2 separate regions of the Bombyx mori genome follow, and region 2 is linked to region 1. A link is a contact called in public Hi-C data. All regions are on one chromosome and are shown on one strand. The core of a region is the stretch at or near the end of the contact, and the rest is flanking DNA. Distances in the headings are between cores, read along the strand shown. Region 1 overlaps LOC101739054 (retinal homeobox protein Rx1). Region 2 overlaps LOC105842604.

The links. A called contact is a pair of places that touch in the nucleus more often than the background predicts.
Region 2: a contact with region 1 is called in a Hi-C map of posterior silk gland, with 3 times the contacts expected there. The contact joins two enhancer-like sites. A contact is called at or near these places in 5 of 7 Hi-C or Micro-C datasets (middle silk gland, midgut, posterior silk gland and 1 more).

The regions. Positions count from the first base shown.
Region 1 is chr28:119,689-125,110 of ASM3026992v2, forward strand. It overlaps LOC101739054 (retinal homeobox protein Rx1), which reads right to left. Exons shown (of 4, transcript XM_004933525.5): 4 at 5,171-5,422. Among protein-coding and RNA genes, the nearest start is that of A1, 16 kb to the left of the region's middle. Within about 2 kb of position 2,588, at least 3 of the 8 cell types and tissues checked have open chromatin away from gene starts, as enhancers often do.
Region 2 is chr28:218,375-223,796 of ASM3026992v2, forward strand. It overlaps LOC105842604, which reads right to left. Exons shown (of 16, transcript XM_062676758.1): 14 at 4,648-4,745; 15 at 3,703-3,812; 16 at 3,050-3,222. The coding sequence ends at 3,144. Among protein-coding and RNA genes, the nearest start is that of LOC105842604, 14 kb to the right of the region's middle. Within about 2 kb of position 2,832, at least 3 of the 8 cell types and tissues checked have open chromatin away from gene starts, as enhancers often do.

The DNA.
Region 1 (5,422 bases), core at 1,338-3,837:
ATTTATCGAAATCATTAATTACTTCACAGACAAGAAACAGTCAAGCCGTGCCGACATTTGTATCCTGCCGAACGAAGCACACAAGCTGATTTTAATCAAGACTTCAAACCGTGAAATTCTTGAATAAACTGTAAAGGAGTCGGTGAACGCAATAAGATCGAGGGGCGGGACTCGAGACGGACGTGGATCTTTGAAAAGAAACTGATTGTCTTCATTATGATTATATTCGTCTTTGATTTAGAATAATTAATATTATGACTAAGCATCCAGATGAGAGCTAACATTTTATTACCTATAGCTCCCGTTTCACCGTTACCACGAAACGAAGTGGAGCCTAGTAATTAGCATTACATTGAACGGGTGGTAACTCATATTGAAATTTTGTGATCGTAGAATAGAATGTCTGCTTAAAGAGATAATGAACGCAATAAGGTCGCGGGGCGTGTCGGGGGGGGCCGGGGGAGGGGGGTAGGGGAGCAGGGACGCTCATATCTCACAATTACTACAAAACAAATGAGTCTTAACGAAATTCACCTCCGCGAGAGTTCGGATAGCCTAATGAATGCCGTGGAGACGACAAATATATATGTTTTCTTAATATGAATTTAGACGAGGCAAATTATATCAGGTTCAAGGGTAAAAGGTTATATCATACTAGGTAAATAATTGGTAAACGACGTATCGATAAATCGGTTCGGTTGTAATTGGACTAAAACCGGTACGAACCCCAAGGAAGTACCTGTGAAGCTTGTGCAGTGGACACAGCACCGACTCGTGATCGACATCATCCACCACGTTTGTTAGTATTCATCATTTCATTAAAATTAAAACGTTTGTTATCAAGTACACTGATATAAAACAGAGTTATCTATTCCCAAAGAGTTTGAGTTCAAATCATCTAGATACGGCTCAGCCGGTTGTTTATTTCTATGACTACTTGAACGCTTGAAGTTAACTATAGTGCCAACAAACGATTACTTCTCAATCTCCTGAAGACATCGCAACTTCACCCACTGATTGTAACAGAACGAACTATTCCAATAGATCTAAGAACCGTGGCGAAGTTGAACATCATACACCTTTTTTTTTTATTGCCCTTGTAGGCAGACGAGCATACGGCCACGCGAGACGGCATACCTGGTGGTAAGTGGTTACCGTCGCCCATGGACTTCAGCAATACCAAGAGCCGAGCCAAGCCACTGCCTACCGTTTACACCTACTTACACATACTTAAGATGATTTAGAACACGACTCTTTAAACTCACACAGCATCTCCACGGTTGTATAATCCGTCGGAATGCCAAAGGGCTGTGTGTCGGCTGTTTTAGGGTTTTTTCAGCGGCTTTGACTTGCAAATTGTGACGCGGCGCGCCGCCCCGGGCCGCGACCGTAATTAAAATCCAGACGCGACGGTAGAACCCCGACGGCTAGTAGCGGAACTAACGAAGTAAATTATTTTAATAGAGATTTCTTATCTGAGTTAAAGAATTGTATTGATATTAATTGAATGCAATTGGGTGAACATAAAAAATTGTTTTTATTCATTTATGTGTATATTAAATATTAAAAAAATATTTATGATTACGCGTGCCTTTATTGTAATAATGAGTTAATTCATTGAAATTTAAAGAAATTTTTATAAAATTAGACGGTGACTAGCGCAATAAACGAGTATAACAGTCGACCATGAAAGAAGGTTCCAGTCGTCCTGACTGGTCCTGACCAAGAGAAGTGTGTTGAAACGTATGTTTGAAACGTTTGAAACGTAAGGAATAGTAAAAATGGCAGAAGAAATGCATAATTTTATCGTAAAGGGTGGTTTGAATCAGTCTCAGACGTGCTAAAACCGAAGAAGACAGCAACAAAAATACCATTCATAAAAGTACGATTATCTGTAAAATACTTTAATACTACTATATCTAAAATAAAGTGAATGTATAAGATCTGAAAATTGTTTAATTTTTAATTTTGCCACTCGTCAATAGATGGCGCTTACACAAAACATTAAAATATATTTGTATCACACTAATCATTCGTTCTGACATTCCAAGCACGTTTATCTTTGAGAAAATAGTAGATTCTATCTGAGTTCTGCTTTGAAATAATAGGAATTTGTATTTATCGTCTTAACTATTTCTGCCACGAAACAACTGTACGTCATGACTTGAAAGCGACAGTCCTAGGCATCCCCTAGGACTGTCGCTAATTGGTCGTATCCAACCTGCATTATGTGTTATATTATGTGTTCCTTATGTAATGTTATTTTTATTTTTAAATTTGCATTGGGTATTTTTTATTGCCCTTGTAGGCAAACTAGCACACGGCTCACCTGATGGTGAGTGGTCACCCACGCTCCCAACTTGAACGCAACAGAACGGTATGATACTGTTTTTGTATCTCAATTCATTTCAACCACCAGTACCTATTATACATGATAAAATTTACCGGTTTTCGTAGCGACTTCCTGCGGCCACGCCGCGACCACGCTTCAAAATAAAAAGATGAATGGTACAAATTATTCATTTGGCTCATTAGCGTCGCGGCGGCCGCGTCACGTGACCACCGACCGTTAACGTAACGAATGCTAGACGAGTATTCAATATTCATTACGTGCGCGTACTCCGCGGCCGGCTACTATGTTCAACAGTATATTGAGCTGTTGCTGCTTCAAGTTTACGACTGGTTCTATTTGTGACGCGTACGGACAGGAGGCGGGGAGGAGGGCCGGGCAAATGTTCTCAATAAACATTTACCTATCACCACTTCCCGTAAAAATGAAAGAAATACGGATCGTGCCCAAACTGGAGCTTTCCTGTTAAGGCAATGTAAAAACTAATTTCTTAACAAACTTAGTCCCATTATAGTTTTAAATCAGATAGCACACGATGAAAAATAAGAAGGGCGGGTTGCACTGTACAATGAATGTGTTAAATCAAAGTTAACATCGTCGGTTAACGAGCGGTCGTACGTCAGACTCGCTAATGCGGGCCTCTCGTGAGCTCGCTAATCAAACAAAACACTAATCTAATATTTCTATACATATATGCTAATTCAATTACTGTTCATATATTTATAAATTTCTATCACAAAAAAAATTAGTGTTTGTCGGTAAATAAATACTTTGCCCACAGAGTTTCTCGCCGGATTTTCTCAGTGGGTCGCGTTTCCGATCCGGTGTTAGATTCTGCGAAGCACTGCTCTTGTTAGGGTCAGTGTTAGCACTACTCCGATTTGAGCCCCGTGAGCTCACCTACATCTTAGGGCGAAGCTGAAATAGCCTCTCAAGGCTATCAGCACAGGTAGAACAAAAAAAACATTTTCTTATGGTCGTTAAAGGTGATTGCCTAATTCCATTCAAATCTGGACATACTTCTGTTTGTTTGTGAACCGATATTATTGAGACATTTAAGTAGGTATTTATTTGTATAATGTTGGCTTTTCTAATAAAGTTTAAATTCATACTTTTTTTTTCGTGCAAGGGGTCGAACCTTCTGCGAGGTTTCCCCGCCTCGGGGGCACGCGGTGTATGTGGGATCTGACGATCTAAAGATGTTGGAAGCAGACCGCGGGCCCAAGGATATTTTTAGGGCTCTACCGCACTAAGCGACTCCTATTTTACTCTCTCATTTGACGTCCGATCTCTGCTCGGAGTCCCAGGCAAAGTAGGGCTTTTTTCGCGATCAACACTACACTACAACCAGACTCGCAGCGTCACGACCGAACACTTTTTCTTTCTTTTTTTATGGTTTAGATTGGTGGACGAGCTCACAGCCCACCACAGTGTTGAGTGGTTACTGGAGCCCATAGACATTCACAACGTAAATGCGCCACACACCTTGAGATATAAGTTGTAAGGTCTCAAGTATAGTTACAACGGCTGCCCCACCCTTCAAACCGAAACGCATTACTGCTTCACGGCAGAATTAGGCAGGGCGGTGGTACCTACCCGCGCGCACTCACAAGAGGTCCCACCACCAGTAATAACGACGCCAGAGAAAAGATGCCGGTCTCCGCAATGCAGCGACCGGGCGATGTCACTGGTATCCAGGATATCCCGCTGATTCAGGAAAAGATGCCGGTCTCCGCAATACAGCGACCGGGCGATGTCACTGGTATCCAGGATATCCCGCTGATTCAGAACCAATACACTCGTATATACCTTAACTGAATTATTAACAGATCGATTGAGATTTGTCTCATGTGGGCCGTTACTAATTCCCGTTGTGATGTCTGTGGGCTCTGGTAACCACTTATCGTCAGGTAGAACGTGAGCTCGTTCATCAATCGACGCAATTAAAATTAAAGAAGCATTTGGCTTGACCAAGCAATGCTTGTTTAGGTGAAAGTATCCTAATGATGAATAGTAAGTCCGCCAGGGCGGGTCAGTAGCTACGGGTGTACAACTCCATGCTCACACCCGGGTGGCCGTGGTAGTACCTAGCAGTATCAAGTTCTGTTAGTGTCGCCACCCTGGGTCATGATTATATCCGTGAAACTATCGTGTTCTCGGCAGGTGCTCGGCGACACTTACGTTCGAATCCTGTAGTCCTTGATACCAGGTGGGGTACGTTGCTTATGACGAGCTAGCAACTCGTCTTTTTTTTTACGGTAGGCAGCGGCTTGGCTCTGCCCCTGGCATTGGTGACGTCCATGAGCGACTGTGACCACTTACCATCAGGTGGGCCGTATGCTCGTCTGCCTACAAAGGCAATAAAAAAAAAAACTCGTCTGATAGTAAATGCCATATAATATGCCCATTTCTTAGGATAAAGGTCAGCCTGCTCCCCAACTGAAGGTTGACAGAGCGACAGTACAAGCAAGAAGACGTATGCTCTGTGCAAGTAAAAACTCCATGACATATAAGAACACATTTATTCACCTCTCTGGTGTAGTGACGGTCCGCGGACATTACACAACCGAATGGTGCGGCGCAGGTATTTACACGGGAGTTTGCTAACGAGTCGTGGAGACACCAAATATTTTTTAACTGATAGAAACAATTGTACTCAACTTACATTCATTATCTATCATATTTGGAAAAATAATACAATCTCAACATGTCAGGTGTGAATTTAGAATATTTAGCTTAGTGCTAGTTTTTGGAAGATAAGGTTATTCAAATTTACATTCGTTTAAAACTAAAAGATAACGTTAATAAATGAAGAACCTCTCAGCAAAATACATTTTTTTTTTTATTTGCTTCACACACGGACTTATAATTACATAAGTAGGTCTTAATTATATTTACATTATAAAAATCTATATTTTATCATTTTACAATAATTATTTACGTAAATGTAAGTATGAGTTGTACTTATTATTGCAAATTTATATAAAAAAACTTCTCGAAAATCAATTATTACAGTGCAATAGAATTTAATACTCATTAAAATTTTCGATAAATTTTAAGAATAGTTAATAT
Region 2 (5,422 bases), core at 1,582-4,081, 99 kb after region 1:
TAATCTGTGCGTTAAGTAGGAAGGAATCAAACGCGAAGTGCTAACTATTGAGGATGTCCTATAGTCGACCCGCTGGATATTCGCATCGTTGGCTGGGCTTTAAGCTCGGCAAAAAAGGAGTGCAGGAAGAAGGAGAGCTTGGCAGAAGGACGCCTGCCAAGCCACTTACGACCGGATGAGGTCCTTGGTACGAGTTTTGAGATTTAAGTTGTCTCAATTATCGCTAAATTCCCATAGCATTGTAACTATATATATTCTTCCGCATACGATAGCAAAATAAATAGCACAATATTAAAAATGTACCGAAATTTTTAAAACGATTGTTCATTCGTCGCGGATGTCACCAGGGAATGTTTTCTTTTGTACAAAATAATCTTATAAAAACCGATTAAGCCACAGCACAATCTACACTTACATATTAGGTCCTAGACGCGTCAGAACACTATTGTTGAACGAACCCAAACTAGCCTGTTTAGTAAACAAAGTGAGGCCAATACGGATGGAGGCGAGTAAATGAGAAAGCGTTACGTCCTGACGAGTCGAGACACTAATGTTCCAGCGATTGGCTTCCTAATTACATCTCGCAACTCTTTGTTTCCATCTACGTGATCTTATATATACATAACGTATTATGTATCTGTTTCTATAAACGTTAATGTAAAATTAGTAATAGTACCGAAACGGACGAGTAGCACGTAGATATATTTGAAGACGTCGTGGCCTAAAGGATAAGACGTCCGGTGCATTCGTGTTGAGCGATGCACCGGTGATCGAATCCCGCAGGCGGGTACCAATGTTTCTAATGAAATACGTACTCAACAAATGCACGATTGACTTCCACGGTGAAGGAATAACATCGTGTAATAAAAGTGAAGCCCGCAAAATTATAATTTGCGTAATTACTGGTGGTAGGACCTCTTGTGAGTCCGCGCGGATAGGTACCACCGCCCTGCCTATTTCTGCCGTGAAGCAGTAATGCGTTTCGGTTTGAAGGGTGGGGCAGCCGTTGTAACTATACTGAGCTCTTAGAACTTATATCTCAAGGTGGGTGGCGCATTTACGTTGTAGATGTCCATGGGCTTCAATAACCACTTAACATCAGGTGGGCTGTGAGCTCGTTCTACCCATCTAAGCAATAAAATAAAAAAATAAAAAATGTATCCGCTGGACTCACGGATTTAAAATTGGAGAAAATGCACATTTACACAAGTTGATTATTTAAGTTTTCTTTTAAATAGCTGTGGGGTTTTCTATTCAAGCTGGGCCAGTGAAACGGTCGATGGCTTCACGCAAACTTGATTTAATTACGTCTTTCTTAATCTATTTAACTAAAATATAAACATCTTACGTCTTCAGAGTTACAACAAGTCTATTTAATTTTGCCGTCGCGACCGGTAACTACCCTCCTCTCACTTAAAAAATAAAACTATGTGTTCCGCATTCATTCGCCGTCTTTCTTATTGCCTAAAGCGACATCTGATGTCGTCGTGGCCTAAGGGATAAGAGGTCCTGTGCATTCGTGTTGAGCGATGCACCAGTGTTCGAATCCCAGGCGGGTACCAATTTTTCTAATGAAATACGTACTCAACAAATGTTCACGATTGACTTCCACGGTGAAGGAATAACATCGTGTAATAAAAATCAAACCCGCAAAATTATAATTTGCGTAATTACTGATGGTAAGACCTCTTGTGAGTCCACGCGGGTAGCCCCACCCTGCATATTTCTGCCGTGAAGTAGTAATGCGTTTCGGTTTGAAGGGCAGCCGTTGTAACTATACTGAAACCTTAGAACTTATATCTCAAGGTAGATGGCGGCATTTAGGTTGTAAATGTCTATGGGCTCCGGTAGCCACTTAACACCAGGTAGGCCATAAGCTCGTCCACCCACTTAAGCAATAAAAAAAACACAAGTAAAAGCGTGGCAAACCCTCTAAAGTTTTGTTCACCAAGTAACACCAAGATAAGTCCAGAGTTGCGACGGCTGCCATTCAAGAAGCTGACTTCGAATTAATGGAACATCTTCCATATTCAACAGAATTAAAATTAAATACTAAAATTAAAATAACAACACATAAAAAATAATTGCGTGTTTTTTATTTTTATTTTTTTTTATTGCCTTTGTAGGCAGACGAGCATACGGCCCACTTGATGGTAAGTGGTCACCGTCGCTCATGGACGTCAGCAATGCCAGGGGCAGAGCCAAGCCGCTGCCTACCATAAAGAACTCTTCGCGAGCCTCGTTTGAAGAAGGACATGTCATAGCGCTCGGGAAACACCGTGGAGGGGAGCTCATTCCAAAGCCGGATGGTACGTGGCAAAAAAGATCTTTGGAAACGCACTGTCGATGAACGCAGTGGTTCCAGATAATATGGATGAACTCTGCTCCGATGGCGGGAGGTGCGATGATAAAAAGGAGATGAGGGAATCATCTCGAATAATTCCTCAGAGCATTCCCCATGCAAAGTTACTCATTATCAGTTTTTAATGAGCACCCCTAGCATATTATCTTCTAGAATAATAGTGGCGCGTAATTTTAAATTGTAGTGAATAATAATAAATACTACGAATGTTTCACAGTTCATAAAATGTTCTTGGTTTTTCTATATTAATCATTACTTTAAATGATGCGTCTAGCGCCATCTATCGCTGAGTAGCAATATGAAACTTGGTTTGTACATACTCTTAAAATTGAAGTCTCGTAATTTATTACTTAAAAGAGTCACATAGCAGTGATTTTATATTATACGTAATTTGAGAAGATACAAAGTCTATTGTATGAAAAATAACCCAATTTTTTATAAAAACACAAAGATCGTATCAGGATAGAAGCATAAACTGGTTCAGACAAAAGCTATGTAGTTACTGTTATTTCTGCTAGATGGCAGCAAGAACGTTTAGTTGATGTCGGAAAAAATATATTTTATGTGTTAAAAAGAAATTTTACTTTTATAAATGAATAATACAAAGATCATCCAATATTATTTATTTAATTAAGGTTTATTTATATTAGTGTATTGTAGAATAAATGCTAAATAAAAATAGACATCTAATCTTTTGTTTTTATTATAAACTGTACCGGATTTTCATATAATATTTTAAACCTAAGTGGGCTATTTGTTTTCTCTAAAGTTAAACATCATTTCACTTGGTTTCTTTACTGTTCCTTGGAGTGGAAGACTGGCTGGCAGTAGGAGTTATCGTCGTACTGGAGGGAATAAATCTGAAATTACATGAATAAGATATTTCATGTAGAATATAATTTGTCTAATTTTCTTTTTTTTTGTCGCAATGTGGATGACGTTGTTCAGGTTGCGGTCTACAGATTTGTATCAACAAACAAAAATAATTTTAACAAGTTGCAGCTGAAAATTTGAAAAAAAATGTAGTTTTTAATATTGACAATTTAAAACTATGTTTTAAAAACCTTTTTTGTTTCATATATTACTAACAGATGGCGCTATATAAGAAATAAATAAACTTTTTTAGGTTGTCACTTTACCAAGACATGAATTACAGAAGATAAAAGTGAAACTTGAAATAAATCTATACTTTGAGTTTTTGATGACTGTTTGTCTAATTTTGATCACTGAACTAGCACATAAAAGGGGCAAGACAGCAGGTGGACAACGAATACTTTCCTCATTGCCGACTATTGGTTGTCGATGCGGCACAGTAAAGATGAAGTATGTGGTAGACGTACTTAAGCACTCTTTTATATGCTTCAATAATATCCTCGGCTCGCTCCACGGCCGAGGGCTCGTACGTCTTCAGAGCCAGGTATGGAGCTCCTATGTTCACCGCACTGGACATCTGGTAACAATAACACGTTTAAAGCATTAATGAATAGGGTTGCCAAACGCTCAATTGGTTATAGTTTTAAAATTATGTTAAATTAGGTCTTATTAATATTTACACTAGTTTACATAATTACACGAAAAAGGGCAATTAGAATGCGCAGCAAATTGCCCAAAGTAAGAAGTTTGCAGAAAAACAGAGGCGACTTCGGGCGCCCCTCGCGTCGGGTCCGTTGACCCTGTGTGCGTGCACAAAGTACTCGTTTTGTTTTCCTATGCTGTTGTCTTGTTGGTGTGTTGTAATTCAGCAGCACTGCCGCCTCAGAATACGTTATATCGGATGGAACCTCACATCACTTCGGCGATCGAATTAAAAAAAAATCGAATATTATATACGTATTCTGTAGGAAAGTACCGTAAAAAGAATTTAGAAAATATTTTTCACGAATAACGTCACCGTCTGCGGTTGAATTTAGGAAAAGATACAGTCGAGGCTCTAGACCATCAGCTGCTGAATGTCATTTTAAGTTTTTACAACTAAAATTGTAGGTACATCTGTAACTGAAAAAAGACCTACATCTCTAAACTTAATATTCACGCCCCGTGTAGCTCAGAGGATCCTTGAAGTCCAGTAGATTATAGAGTCACTTGATTTAAGTGAGAGAATGAAGTATGACGTGTTTTAACGAATTTAATAATTAAAAAGTTACCGTAATCTACCGTATTTTTAGGCTAGCATCACCGTAAAGTTGTCAGGGAGAGTTGCCACCAATGTCATGCAGTATGGGTTGGCTCCAGCGGCTTCCCGTGGGTCCGGAGTGCGCGCGCACTCGCCTCCTCATTCTACTTACGGATTCATTTCGGTCGCTCAGCTCAGCCAGCTTCTTGTGCAAGTCGTGTTTCAAGCCCTGCATCAAGACGAAGTTCTTCTCTAATATCCCTTCCAGACCTGTGACGGATGTTACCGATTAAAGACGTCGTTTATTTGTGTTTTTATTTGAGAGATTACTTGTGGGCCGGAGGCTTTTCCAATTTCACCAGGACAAGTGGACGCGAGCAAGGGCTCAGCCAGGAGGGATGGGATTTGCGAACAACTACTCGAGCGCCTCCAAGCGAGACCTAACAACTCAAGTCTAGCTGCTTCGCGAATGACCCGCTGAGAAAATCCGGCGAAAAACTCAGCGGGCTGATGTTTAGGTTTGAAAATACATCGTTTGTTCCTATGGCTTCTTTAACCAAGTGTAGGTGAGTTAATATTTGTAAAGGGCATGTCGGAATAGTTTAGTTTAATCTATGTATTTACTATGTCATTGTCTGTGAGTTGTCAAGAAAAAGTGTCAGAGGTAAGACGTTCCGTTGTTAAGACGAGAAATAAAATTAATTGTAAAATACTTGAGGAAGTATTGCTTTATTCCACTACACCATCCAATTTGTGTAGTATAAAGTGCAAATGATTTTATAAAGTACTAGTTGTACCCCTCCGTTTCACTGGGCATTTAAAATTAACATTATTATTTCTCACCCCCACAAAGATTCTCATCATTAACGCCCCCACAACTGGTGTAGTGACTCCAACACTCATATCAATATCCATTAATTACATGTATTTTCTACATGGATACCAAG